Regions from separate parts of the Sus scrofa genome. Here region 1 is linked to region 2. Evidence: chromatin contacts called from public Hi-C data. All regions are on one chromosome and are shown on one strand. The core of a region is the stretch at or near the end of the contact, and the rest is flanking DNA. Distances in the headings are between cores, read along the strand shown. Region 1 has its middle 19 kb from the start of SPG20. Region 2 holds the start of LOC100624094 (spermatogenesis- and oogenesis-specific basic helix-loop-helix-containing protein 2).

Region 1 (2,700 bases), core at 148-2,647, 55 kb after region 2:
TAATATGTTACTTATATGTCTTTCCTAATAGGTATGCAGACCAAAGTATTAGAACTAAAACATCTTGTAGAGTTAAATCAGTTGGTTACTATCTAACAAACGTAATGTTTAGAGAAGTCAAACTATCAATGTATTATAGATATTTGTTTTACATTTTCCAATCAGTTATTACCAAAGCTAAAATTTTAAATCTTAATACAGTGCACACAAATTTTTCAGCACAAATGTAATGATTAAAAATAAATTATAGAGTTTTTTCTTTAAATACTTCTATTTTTTTCTAAATTAAATCAGCTATTGATTTGCTTCCAAAGTCATTTGTCTTCCATCTTTTTTTCTCCCAGTGGTGAATATCTTGTCCATGTCACTGTTTATCAATATTTTAAATGGGAAGAAGCCCAGGCAGAATGAGAAAAAATTTATATTCATTCATTTAGTCACTTGAATGAAAGCTATTACAGAAGCTGTAGTAGGAATAATAATAATGGAATCATTAGGAGTACTGCAATGGAGAGTTTATCTGACACTTGTGTTTTATGCTCCTCAGGATAATCGGTACTGAGCTGCCACAGTATTAGCAGACGCCTTAGTTATATGATGGCACATAACATAATTTGTCTCCAAGTGCTACTGTGATTTCACCATAGCTAGTTTCTGTCAGCTCTGAGTTTTCATTTTCAGTCGGAACCACAACTCATCCCAGTTGTGAAGATTTCCTGGACTCTGACTTGGAACATTTCCAAACTCAAGTCACTTTCCTCCAAGAAATATGGAAGCTCTCTTTGCCCAGAGGTGGAGACATAAGGATCTAGTCTAGCACGCTTTATTTCAGGATGATCCTACCATGCCTCTGTGCTCTTACTATCCCTGCTTCTAAAGGCAGAGTAGAAAGCAAAGGATTCAGCTCTTAGGAACTACCTCTCTCCTCTGGGAAATGACTCCCTGTTCTCCCACTGTCCATTTTCCTCATGCCTCTCTCACCTTCGCTCAGTAACTCACCAGACATTCACAGACCCCTTACTGTGTGCAAGGCAGTGAACTCAGCGCTGGGGAAGAGCTGAGACACGGGTCCAGGTCTGACCCTCCATCCTCCTGCTTTGTGAAGATGTTGAGTCCTGGAAGAGCACGGCACAGGTACTCAGCCCTTAAAACCAAAGCCCCTGCCCCCTTAAATGCCTTCTTTCAGAAGGAGGATACCGTACAGAAACACATTAATAGTGATTAATAACTTTAATCAAGTCTACTGCTGTACTCACTCAAGAGTAATCCTCCCTGGGCAGGATGCTTAGGATCTCCTTCCAGAATTGAAGAAAGCAGCCACAGAAGGAAGGTGGGGGCCGCCGCTGGGGCAGTGCCTGGCGTGGGGGAGGGAAGAAGCAGGGGTGAAAAGGCTCTTTCATTCCCCCGGCAAAGGCAGCCTTGCAGCTGGGGCCACGGTCTGCTCTGCTGAGCCATGGCCTCCAGAGACAGCATGTGTTCCTCTAAAGATACGAGTCTTAGCCGCCAGCCTCTGGCAGCAGCTAGGTGATGGGAAGACAGTTAAATGCATCATTTAATTTCATAAAATGCAGGTAAATATTTTATTTTTCTTCCAAATCAAGAATATCAACTCAAAAATTTTACCTGTGATCCTTCTTCCTCAGAAGCCGGACGGTGAATTTCTGTTAACTGGCGTGTCAGTAGCTCCTCACCCCATCAGGTTCCTCATCTGTAAAATGAGAAGGTAACAGATGTTCCCAAGTTCTTTCCAAATGAAAATAAATATGATTTTTAAATCAATAGAATTTCAAGGGACTTACACCTGACTATTAAGAAAAAGACTATAAGAACTGAGAGTTTGGGGTTAGTAGATGCAAAGTATTGCTTTTGGAGTGGAGAGGCAATGAGATCCTGCTGTCTAGCACAGGGAATTACTTGCGATGAAGCCTGATGGATCATGATGGAGGATAATGTGAGAAAAAGAATGTATATGTGTATACAGCAGAAACCGACAGAACATTGTAAATCTCCTATAATAAAAATTAAAAAAAGAAAAAAGAATATAAAAAAACAATTTGTAGAGTTCCCAGTGTGGCTCAGCAGTAATGAACCAGACTAGTATCCATGAGGACACAGGTTCTATCCCGATCCTCAGGGGTTAAGGATCCAGCGTTGCTGTGAACTTAGGTGTAGGTTGTAGATGCGCGGCTCAGATCCTGCGTTGCTGTGGCACAGGCTGTGAGCTGCAGCTCTGATTCAGTCTCTAGTCTGGGAATTTCCATACGCCTTAGGTTCGGCCCTAAAATAAGTAAATGACAAAAACAAAAACCAAACCAAAACAAAAAAACCACCCCACAAAACAGACAAGCCAAAAGCTACTCCATGACATCCTTGACACTTCACATTTCCAGAAACACCATATCTTACTAAAGAGATTCCAATATCACACAAAACTTACTCAGCACATCACCCTGACTCTAGTGGCTGTGTTGTAAATTATTACTGTGGTAGGAAGATACAGAATTACCCCACAACTTCTATCAGTATCAATTGACCTAAACATTTATTTTTTCCAGATTTCTTACATTTTATGTTATTCTTTAATTAGGAGGCACAAGAGTGGCCATTCCTTTTGCAGGTGTGAATATCCTCATTTTTATTGCCGTTCGTAATGCCAAGATTGATACTTCCCATTTATTTACTCTGGCCGGGGCTATTATT
Region 2 (2,700 bases), core at 146-2,645:
TTATGTTAAAAGTATTAAACTAAGGCTGAAGATACTACGGTACACAAACAGATCATCAGCAATAGTAGGAGCTAACTTCCCCTGAATGTTGATTGCAAGCCAATGCTAAGTACTTAACATACATTTCACTTAGTCCTGGCAACAACCCTATGTGTGAGATAATGGTTTCTACACCAAACTTAGACTTAAGAGGTTCATTAACTTGCCCAAGACCATGTAGTTGCTGTGTAATAAGAGCTAGGATTTGAATTTATACAGGATTTCTCTAAAGTATTGGTTCCTATACTCTGTTGCTTCAGGGAATACAGAACCTGGCCTCAGAGTGCTTACAGTTGAGTACCAGATCAAGAAATAACTGAACAGTTAAAAGAGCGTGGTGGGGCTATAATAGAGAAAAAAAGCAAGAAGTCATAGGGACAGAAGAATCTAGCTCTCCTGGAGCCTGATGGTGTGGTTGTGGGCTTCTTTTTAAAAATATTTAAAAGTTTCAAAGACTTAGTAGTAAGTTTTTTTTGTTTGTTTGTTTGTTACTTTGTTTTTTGTCTTTTTTAGGGCCGCACCGGTGGCACATGGAGGTTCCCAGGCTAAGGATCTAACTGGAGCTGCAGCTGCCAGCCTACGCTACCGCCACAGCAACGCGGGATCTGAGCCGCGTCTGCGACCTACACCACAGTTCAGGGCAACGGAGATCCTCCAGTAAAAAGTATTAATACTGAGTATTTTAAGAACTATATATAGTAGGGGCTTCATTTTTACAAAATGTCACCAAATTCTTAAGCTCTTCTAAAGGGATGAAAGAGAAGCATGATATTTCAACCTTTTGAATCTGAAACAGAAACCCTGAAATTAGTGGACCATTAACAGCAAACTGATATTTCAGCATCATGTAGTATATGCACACAGGGCACTCCATTTGGCTTGATCCTGAAGGCAGGACATCCTAGCTCAAAACCTATTCTAATAGCAAATGCAAGAGGTAAAGGAATCTTTGCTATAAAACACTGACTGCTTCTTGATGTCACTACTTTTGCCTAGGTATTAATCACACTGCAGGTGTCACATCAGCCTCAGTGGCTTTGGCCGTGAACCACGGGGCACCAACAGGCGCAGGCGCGGACGTGAACCCTACACCCGACGGGAGTGCGCCCCCCCAACTCACTTCAGGTGGATTTCTTCTAGTAACTCCAATTTAAGGCGGTCGGTGCTCACACCGTCGAAGGTGTCGCTTCGTCCCTCCTCCATAGTGTTAGATCAGAAGCCACCCACACCTTCCCTCGACCGGCTCCCAACGCTAAACCTCAGGGAACACCCAGAAGCTGGGAGAGGCCAAACTTGGTCAGGCCGTTGTCAGGGCGACCTGCCTCACGGTCGCATCCCGGCGCCTCCGGATGACGTCACAGGACGGCGGTGGGGGCGGGACACAGGCTGGGCTGCCCAGAGCGGCTTAAACGCGAGGAGGGCTGCTTGTGCTCGGGACACCTCCAAACTCCTTCGCAAGTCCTGTGGGCCGCGGCGTCCATCCTTCTCCCAAACCCGCGGAGGGGGCAAGCCTTGCCCAAGATGGCAGGGGGAGTGTGCGTGGCCTGCGTGCCTGAGGATAAGGTGTCGAGGGCTGTTGGCCTTGGCTGCTTTGCTTAAACCCCGACACATGTCCGCCGTTCACGTTGTTCATGCCCTCGTTAGGGAAGGGCTGGATCCCAGAACAGCTGTGCCTTTCTTTGCTTAAGTTAACCAAGCCCCCAGGCTTTGGCTCGGAGAGTCTGGGGAGGAGGACTCTAAAGAAGGTACTAGAATTCTGATTGTTTGAGCCTTCAGTTCAGATTGTCTTTGAATTCTGGCAAATCTGGCAGCTGTCTGCGGACCTAGCTGAAAGCTGCCCCAACTGCAACTTGAAATTTCATGATTGTATTTGTAATTGCAAACTTTGCAGTCTACTCTTGGCTTACCTGTGCTTTAGTTCCATCCGTGGCTCCGGTCCAAAGATGCAGCTCACTTTACCTCTGACTTCTCTGGTACATGTTCCATCCGTTGAACAAACTTGAGAAGTGTGAGCAATGGGACCATGTTTTCTAACAGAAATCAGCTCAAGGAGTCTGGTGGAGTTCCTTTGTTCTGTTTACTGCCTTTTTACTGCTGAGAAAAGTGACCCAGAGTGGTCAGTAAATGCTATTGGTCATGTACCTATAAAAGGAAACAAAGATTGGGGGCGGGAGCATAAAAAGCACATTTGAGTATGTGTTATTGCTGCTTACTGGAGATTCCTGGAAAACTGATAATTTATGGGGAAAATGTTAGAAACTGGAATTGAAGAAACCGCATCTAAAACTGGAGTCAGGGCAGGCCTGTAGGAGGAGCTCACACACCCTGCCATAAGTCCTCAGTTGCTCTTAACAGCGAGAAACGTCTGTCTAGGACAGGAAGGTGCCTCTCCTTTAGTATCCTGCAGGAAGAAAACTGAGTCGTCAGCCTAGTCAATGAGAAGCTTTCATACTTTATAAGACTCCCAGCTTCCTCCGCTGGACTCCCTGATTATTGCGACCCTTCTTAACCTCCTCCTTTTCTCTATAAAACAAGTTTCCAGTCCCTGTCCTCTGGATTGTTTCGTGATCCGCCATAGTTCACCTATCTCAAATTGCAGTTCCTCTGGCTATTCCTAATAAGCTTGCTTTTGCTGGTGAAATAACTGGCTATTATATTATT

Evidence for each region. A called contact is a pair of places that touch in the nucleus more often than the background predicts.
Region 1: a contact with region 2 is called in a Hi-C map of brain, with 3 times the contacts expected there. The contact joins the enhancer-like site here to the promoter of LOC100624094 in region 2. A contact is called at or near these places in 4 of 47 Hi-C or Micro-C datasets (brain, embryonic fibroblasts, epiblast stem cells and 1 more).

The regions. Positions count from the first base shown.
Region 1 is chr11:12,363,719-12,366,418 of Sscrofa11.1, forward strand. No RefSeq gene overlaps it. Among named protein-coding and RNA genes, the nearest start is that of SPG20, 19 kb to the left of the region's middle. Within about 2 kb of position 1,398, at least 8 of the 83 cell types and tissues checked have an H3K27ac peak or open chromatin away from gene starts, as enhancers often do. A contact at or near this core is called in brain, where this site is marked.
Region 2 is chr11:12,308,330-12,311,029 of Sscrofa11.1, forward strand. LOC100624094 (spermatogenesis- and oogenesis-specific basic helix-loop-helix-containing protein 2) reads right to left here and starts at 1,396. Exons shown (of 20, transcript XM_021065387.1): 1 at 1,160-1,396. The coding sequence starts at 1,242.